Linked DNA regions of Rattus norvegicus: region 1 is linked to region 2. The links are chromatin contacts, called in public Hi-C maps. All regions are on one chromosome and are shown on one strand. The core of a region is the stretch at or near the end of the contact, and the rest is flanking DNA. Distances in the headings are between cores, read along the strand shown.

Region 1 (3,526 bases), core at 838-3,337, 73 kb before region 2:
CTAGTTTGCTCTGGTATTAACGCTGCTGAGGTGAGAGAAGAAACAAGCACAGAAGGATCAAGCGTTCAGTTGAGCTGTAACACAGGTCAAGCACACTGGATGCTGCTGATACACAAGAGTTTATTCCTCAAAACAAATGTACCGTCTCCACATTGCACAATGGGAAAGTGAGACTAGAACTTGACTGCGTTCAGGTGAGGATCGAACCCCAAACATTGGCCTTTCATGTGGTCTTGGCTCTCATGAGAGGGGCATTAGTCCTGCCATTAGTCATGTAGATGACTAAATCAGAGAGATGGTCCAGTGGTTAAGGGCACTTGTTACTCATGCAGAGAACCAGGGTTTGGTTCCCATCACCCATAGGGTGGCTTACATCTAATTCCAATGACAGAGGACCCAATGCCCACCTCTGACCTCTGAGGGTACTACACGTATCTGGTATGTATACATACACAGGGGCAAAAACACTCATCCGTATAAAATAAAAATCTTTAAGAAGTCTAATTGTCAAGTATTTTTCTCTGTGATGTTCAGCATGTATTTCCTTTTAAAATATATTTATTTTATTTTTACTTGTGTGTGTCTTTGTGTTTGTGTGTACATGTGTGCAGGCCCTGGGGAAGCAGAGGAGGAGGGCAGTAGAACCCCTGAAACTGGAGTTGTGTATGAGCCACCCGGGCTGGGTGCCAGGAACTGTCCTCTGAGCCGCAGAAAGCAGCAAGGCATTCCTAACGTCTGAGCCGCCGCGTCTCCACCCCATTGCATGGACTGCTTTTTCTTTACTGCAACAATTCTAGTGTTTGACAGTTAAATGGCAGAGGAAATTTTTGCACGTTTTGATTGGCTTCTGGGTAACCGAGCAGAGCTAGGCCATGGGCTTGTAAAAATAATCTGTACACATAACGCATATATTAACAATTAGAAAAAAAGAGAGGCCATGAATTTGAAAGAGAACCAGGAACATACATAGGAATGTTTAGAGGAAGAAAAGGGAAGGGGGAAATGATGTAATTATATTAAAATCTCAAAACAAAAACAGAGCAAAAGAAGAAGACATTTGCGTTTGACTAATTTTATAGCCCCCTCCACCCCCACCCCCAGGGTTTCTCAGTGTAATCCCTGGAACTCACTCTGTAGACCAGGCTGGCTTTGAACTCACAGAGATCTGCCAGACTCTGCCTCCGGAATGCTGGGTGTGCTCCATCACAGCCGGTCGGACTTCATAGTTTTTAATGGTACAACAGATATGGTCCCTTCAAGCTCCAAAAGAAAAGAAGGAAATCTCAGAGAAAGCGTGAGATGAACTGTGACTTTGAACTCTGCCTAGGGAAGTCAGAACTCTGTCTAGGGATCTGGGCTATCTGCTGTGTCTGGTGACAAAGAGCAAGGACAGTAACTTCGTGTTGGCCTATAGTTCTCTCTTCCAAGGAGAAAGCTGAATAGATCAGCATAGTGTCGGTTTGCTTATTTAGATGCAGAGTCTTGCTAAGCTGTACAGGCTGGCTCTCTGCCTCTGTCTTCAGAGGGAAGAGAACACTGGGCCACTTCGTTTCACCGGCTCATGTGTTTTCTTAACATTTGGGTGGTTCTGAGGCTTTATTTGTGTAGGAAGAAGAGCCAGCCAACTTTTTTTTTTTTTTTTTTTTTTTTTGCTTGGGCCAAGGGTGCTTGGATACACAACGCAAGGAGCACCACAAGCATTTCAAAATTCACAGACAAGGGGTGGAGCCACAACTTTCTGAGCTCAGATTCAACTCTGCACAGACCCACGCGTTTCCATAGAAGACCCCGCCAGGCTCGCATAAGCTGCAGAAGGCCAGCTGCGAGCCGTGAGCTACGTGCTGCACGCCAGGTTCCAGGAACACGCCTGGGTCCCGCTGGCCCAGGGCTCCCGGACACTGCGGCCGCCTTCCAGCACGCTCTGGTCACATCCAGCCCCGCGGTGATCACGTTCCAGGGACAGGGGCTCGTGCCCCAGCTGCGCAGCGGTTGGCCGGGGAATCGGGCCTCTGATTGGTCCGAGGGACCAGCTCACGTGATCGGGCTCTGATAAGCTGCCTCCCCGCTTGCCTGCGGTCAGTCGGCGGGCTTGACCGCGGCGCTGCATCCGCTAAGTGCGTGGTGCGAAGCTGCGCTGGGTGCGGTTGTCGCGGTCGCCACTGCCTCTCGGTCCAATGAGCTGCACCAGGTACGTGCAACTCCGCGCCCTATTGGAGGGGAACCCGAAGCTGCGGGGACTTTGGGGGCTTCTGTGGTTTTGCCTTCTCTGCAGATGGGAGACTCCCAGGTTGATGGCTGAGTTTAATTGTCCCGGAGGCCTTGAAGGGATGGACTTAGAGTTGTATTTCTTAGTGCCTGTTTTGGGAAATCTACATCTCAAAGCAGAAACTGCCTTAGTGAGTCAGCTTTAGCTGCGATTCCCTTTGCTGAAGTGACTGTTGCCTTTGAGCTCAAAGATCCAAGCACTTGGGGGGCAGCTTAGTTTGCACCCATGTATTGCGGTGGGGTAGTTTAGTCTGCAGCAAAAGTTCCAGGAGGATTTGCATTTCTTTTCCCATTTTCCTTATCCTGGCTTGCCATAGAATATTCAGTCTTAGAGTTTGAGAAAACTATTATTTTTAACTCTTGGCTGGGACTAAGAATTCCAGGGAACTAGCCCAATACTAAAACTCTCTATAAATGCAGAAGTGAAAAAGAAAAACGACAGCCCAACCAATAAAAACGAACAACAGCTCCATCAACCAGGTAACCAAGACCATCTCATGAAATTTCGTTGCTTCTCCAGTCTTGACTTAGTCCAAGAATTCTCTCTCCCCAAATCCTGCCTGTTAACGTTGTGAGACAGATACATCTTGAGTTTTTGTTGCTGGAAGTTTGTGATCCTCTCAGAAAAACCCTAGGGCTATTAAAATGAGTCTGTGTACATTCTTTACTGGGCTTTTGTGATGGTGACCATTTATAGGGTGCTCTGCTTAGTGGTGGTATGAAGAGAATTCTTCCAGCCAGACTCTATATGTGATCAAAGTATGTTATAGTCATATATGAACTGTCAAAGAATAAACAATTAATAGTCAGGCTGCAAAAATGGCACCTACTGTATTTCATGTTCTTTGACTTATAAGGCGGAAATCGGAGAGGAAAATCTTAATTCCGTAAGTGTGGAAATAGAGTGTGGTTCAAGGGAAAGAAAGGCCAGGAAAAGTCTTGGTGGATGATTCTTGGTTGGATGGGCACTGTTGTAACTGCCTTTCTGCTTGTAAATACCAGTTACCCAACAATAGGAAACACCATAGCAGCCCAAACCGGTAGGTACTGTAATTCCACCAGGCCAAGGTAATGGACATCTTAGTCTTCTCCCTGTAGGATTTCAGTATTTATAAATTCATATATCTACAGTGTATTTTAAAACAGTTCAATGTCAGGTTATCAGTTCTTAAAACTACACTTTATTTTGTATCTATAATGTATACTGCAGGCTGTAAGACAGAGCTATAGTAAAGTGGTAATTATTGGACAGCATGAATAA
Region 2 (3,741 bases), core at 1,124-3,623:
AGTGTCCCAGTCTTTATAAAATAAGGAAATCCCACAATATTAATTGATCCTGACTACTCAGCTGGCCACAGGGAAGTTGGCCTGTAGACGTCTGTAGGGTTGAAGTTTTGCTGAACTCACTGGGCTGTTTTCTTCTCAGAGATGCAGCCCAGGTTTTCTCATGGAAGACACTTTCAGCCTTGCTAGTAGTTCTGTGGAGAGGTAGGAGACTGTTCTCTACCATCCTTCCAAGAGGAGACAAAAGCTAGACTCTGACTTGACCAAAGCTGTGACCAAATCGGTGGCTAGATCTGTCACCTGTGAAATTAACTGTAGCAGCAGGAGTGGGCTCTAACAGTGTTCCATATTAACTAGTCCTTCTGTTATAATCATGGGCCCAGGATATTGAAAATTGTTACAAAGCAGATCAGTATAGAATGCTCTGGTTTGGAGGCTGCTGGGGGCTTAGGACTCACTTAACTTTACATCTCCTGTGCCTGGTCCCGAAGGATAGGCCGTGTTCAGCAAACACTTGTTCAATCAGTGAGTCAATCAAAATTAGTAAAATGTACGCAGAAGCCCTGTAGGGATTTCAGAGAGAAACATTATCGGACTTTCTCCCTCTTTGAGGAACAGGCACGAGAGGACCGTGTAGTTAAGTTTGGAAAACCTAAAACCATTGCAGCTTGAGGAAGTTAGTGCTCACCAAGCCTCTGAGAGGACAGACTCGGCTGGCTGCGTTTAGTCATGAAGAATCACTGTCTTACATAAGCCTCAGAGACAATGGTGATGGAGAAGCCTTTCATTGCAGCGCCTAATAGCTGCTGCTTCTTCCCTGCATATGCAAAACCTTGAAGCATCACAGTCCTTACTGGGTCCCAGTCGCCCCATAGCCTGGACGATACGGAGGTCACGGACGGCGTTTCTTACAGCGAAGGTTAGTTTTCAGAATTTACTCTGGAGATGAACCTTGCAACTATCCAGGAGGAAGACAGCATTTATGAGGCACTTCCCTAACAGGTATGGCCACTGGGAGGGAGACACCGTGGGGCTGCTTCTCCACAGAAATGTCACCGCAGCAATGGCAGGCCCAGGAAATCTCAGAACTGGTAGATGATAGCATCGCGTGCTCAGGAAAACCGAACCCATTCTCTCCCACTACACTAAGAATGAGTTATGTCTTTGTGATCATAAAATTTAGGGGAATTGAGAACAAGCTCCTCAGAGAAAGGTTGCAGGCCCCAGTTTACTGATTTCTTAGCTTCCTTTCAATCTTCAAGTTCTGTGACGCTTGCATAATGGGGCGGATTCTCCTCTATGCATTGAACACAACCTCTCCACCCTCTTTTTCAGTCACTTGCTAATATCTTTGAATAAAGCATGCGGGGTTGGGGATTTAGCTCAGTGGTAGAGCGCTTGCCTAGCAAGCACAAGGCCCTGGGTTCCGTCCCCAGCTCCGGAAAAAAAAAAAGAATAAAGCACGAATGCGTGCTTGCGTGCGTGTGTGTGTGTGTGTGTGTGTGTGTGTGTGTGTGTGTGTGTGCGCGCACACACAGACGTCTAGTCAGTTCTGGAGTGTATTATTTAAAATGGCTGACTGAATCTCTGCTCAGTGGGTCTCCAGCATTTAAGTCGCACTTAGGCCCCGACTGTACTTCTTATTTCGGTTTAGAAAGACATCTCCAACAGAGAAATGGCTCCAGGTTGCAAAGGGCAGCTTTAGAATTATTTTCTTTCTCTGCAGTTAGTGTCAGGGCAGACAAATAGATGATCACAGAAGCCGGTATTCCCTCCAGATGAGGAAAATGCTCCTGTTGCCTTTCCTGACTTGGGCTAAATGTGGCTTTCATACCCAAACCACTTCAGCCTCAAAAAGGAAAAAAAAATGATGGCTGGCTCTCCACTTAAGTGAGGAAGCTGACAATTACCTCCCAGCATGGTGTGACAGTTATGTGAACCTAAGGGCTCGACAGACAGTGGAGCTCTTGTGTGAGGGAATGGATACATCTCAGCAGGTTTTTGCCTGGTGTTGCAGGGTGTTAAAATCACCCTCCGATGTGGATGTGAGGGTGTCTGAGATTGGCAGTGTCATATTCTAAACTAGGGGTGGTGGAAATGCTCAGTCTCTGTTAGAAGGCACTCCTCATCTCTGCTCCAAAGCCCAAGCCTCATATCTCTCTGCCCTGTGTATTCCGCTTTCATTAAGAATATTAAGCTGTTCAGTGTAGATGCTCAACTCAGAAACTCCCTAATTCTCTAAAATGGCAGCAGCCAAACCAAAATGAGTGCTGTGTTGAAAAGCCAGGATGGCCGAATCAGTGGACTTTCAATGTAGGGCAAGGGCTGTTGTGTGTGTCTTGTTAGAGGACAAAGAGGAAGTCTGATCAATCAAAGTGAAATTAAAAATTAACATGCTTCTGTTTGCTCACTTATAATCTTTGAATAGGTCAATACCCAGGGACTGTGCCAGCAACCTGATTTGAGGCTGGCCACAGAATATGCTTGAAGACCAGTTTGGGTAAAGAGGACTGAGAGCAGCTGGGCAGGACTGGGGTTAATTACAGCTAGGATATGGACACCCACAAAGAGCTTAAGCATTCCTTTCTGAGGGCTGGCATTTGTGCTGCTGGTATAGGGTTAGAGAGGACTTGGAGTCTTTGGATGGTGTGTACTTTAGTGGTTCACTCCAAGGAAGACCAAGGACACCAAGTGACACTCTCTCTCTCTCTCTCTCTCTCTCTCTCTCTCTTTCTCTCTCCCCTCTCTCAGGGCAGTATGGAGGTGTAATGAAGCTGTTTGAGATGAGACTGGTGTGTTTATAGAAGACAAGTAATCAGATAAAAACTAGGATTACCCCTTCCTTTTGTGTGCATGCGTGTGTGTGTGTGTGTGTGTGTGTGTGTGTGTGAGAGAGAGAGAGAGAGAGAGAGAGAGAGAGAGAGAGAGACTGGGAAGTAGATGTTACATTATAATTATTGACTTAAAATATACCTATTAGTGTTGTCTTAGCTAGGGTTTCTAGTGCCATGAAAAACATGATGATCAAAAATGACTTGAAGGTGAGGAAAGGGTTTATTTCAGGTTACAGCATCCCTCCATCATCCGGGGAGGAAGGGCAGGGATGTGGAAGCAGGAACTGAATCAGAGGCCATGGAAGGACGATGCTTACTGGCTTGCTCTGCATGCCTTGCCCAGTCTGTTTTCTTGTATTATCCACAATTGCCTTCCCAGAGGTGACACAGCCCACCTCGATCTGTGCCCCCAACCCTTGTCAATTACCAATCAAGAAACTGCTCCATAGACTTGACTACAGGCCACTCTGGTGGGGACCATTTCTTCAGTGGAGGTTACCTCCTCCTACATGACTATAGATGGAGTCAGGCTGACATAAACCTAGCCAGCATAGCCCAGAAAAAAGGGAATTAAGAGGTGTTAAAAATTCTACAGGACCAAGTGACTGAATTTCATCATTATAGGGTGTTAAATATAGACCAGAGCTGATTTATCCTGGGCTATTTTTAGTCCCCTTTGAAAGCAACTCACCACTATCCTGTTCCCAACCCAACACCCTGGTAGCTATCAAAGCTTTGCAAGTATTTTTAGCAGACCTCGAGCTTCCCCCAATCCAAAAGCCAAGAAGTCATCAGACCTATAGCAGAGTGTGCTCCACTCTGCCTTTACACATCGATCTGTGGCTCTACCAGTGTATTCAGTAAACGATGGATCTGTGACTTTCTGTGTTAGCTAGCTAACAGGCTCTCT

Evidence for each region. Hi-C and Micro-C count contacts between places; a contact is called where the count stands out from the background.
Region 1: a contact with region 2 is called in a Hi-C map of liver, with 4 times the contacts expected there. The contact joins the promoter of Ppp1r3c here to the enhancer-like site in region 2. A contact is called at or near these places in 3 of 12 Hi-C or Micro-C datasets (kidney and liver) and 1 of 1 datasets of contacts at active chromatin or transcription factors (oligodendrocytes).

The regions. Positions count from the first base shown.
Region 1 is chr1:243,877,088-243,880,613 of GRCr8, reverse strand. Ppp1r3c (protein phosphatase 1, regulatory subunit 3C) reads left to right here and starts at 2,087. Exons shown (of 2, transcript NM_001012072.1): 1 at 2,087-2,188. The coding sequence starts at 2,175.
Region 2 is chr1:243,804,608-243,808,348 of GRCr8, reverse strand. No RefSeq gene overlaps it. Among named protein-coding and RNA genes, the nearest start is that of Ppp1r3c, 72 kb to the left of the region's middle. Within about 2 kb of position 2,373, at least 8 of the 93 cell types and tissues checked have an H3K27ac peak or open chromatin away from gene starts, as enhancers often do. A contact at or near this core is called in liver, where this site is marked.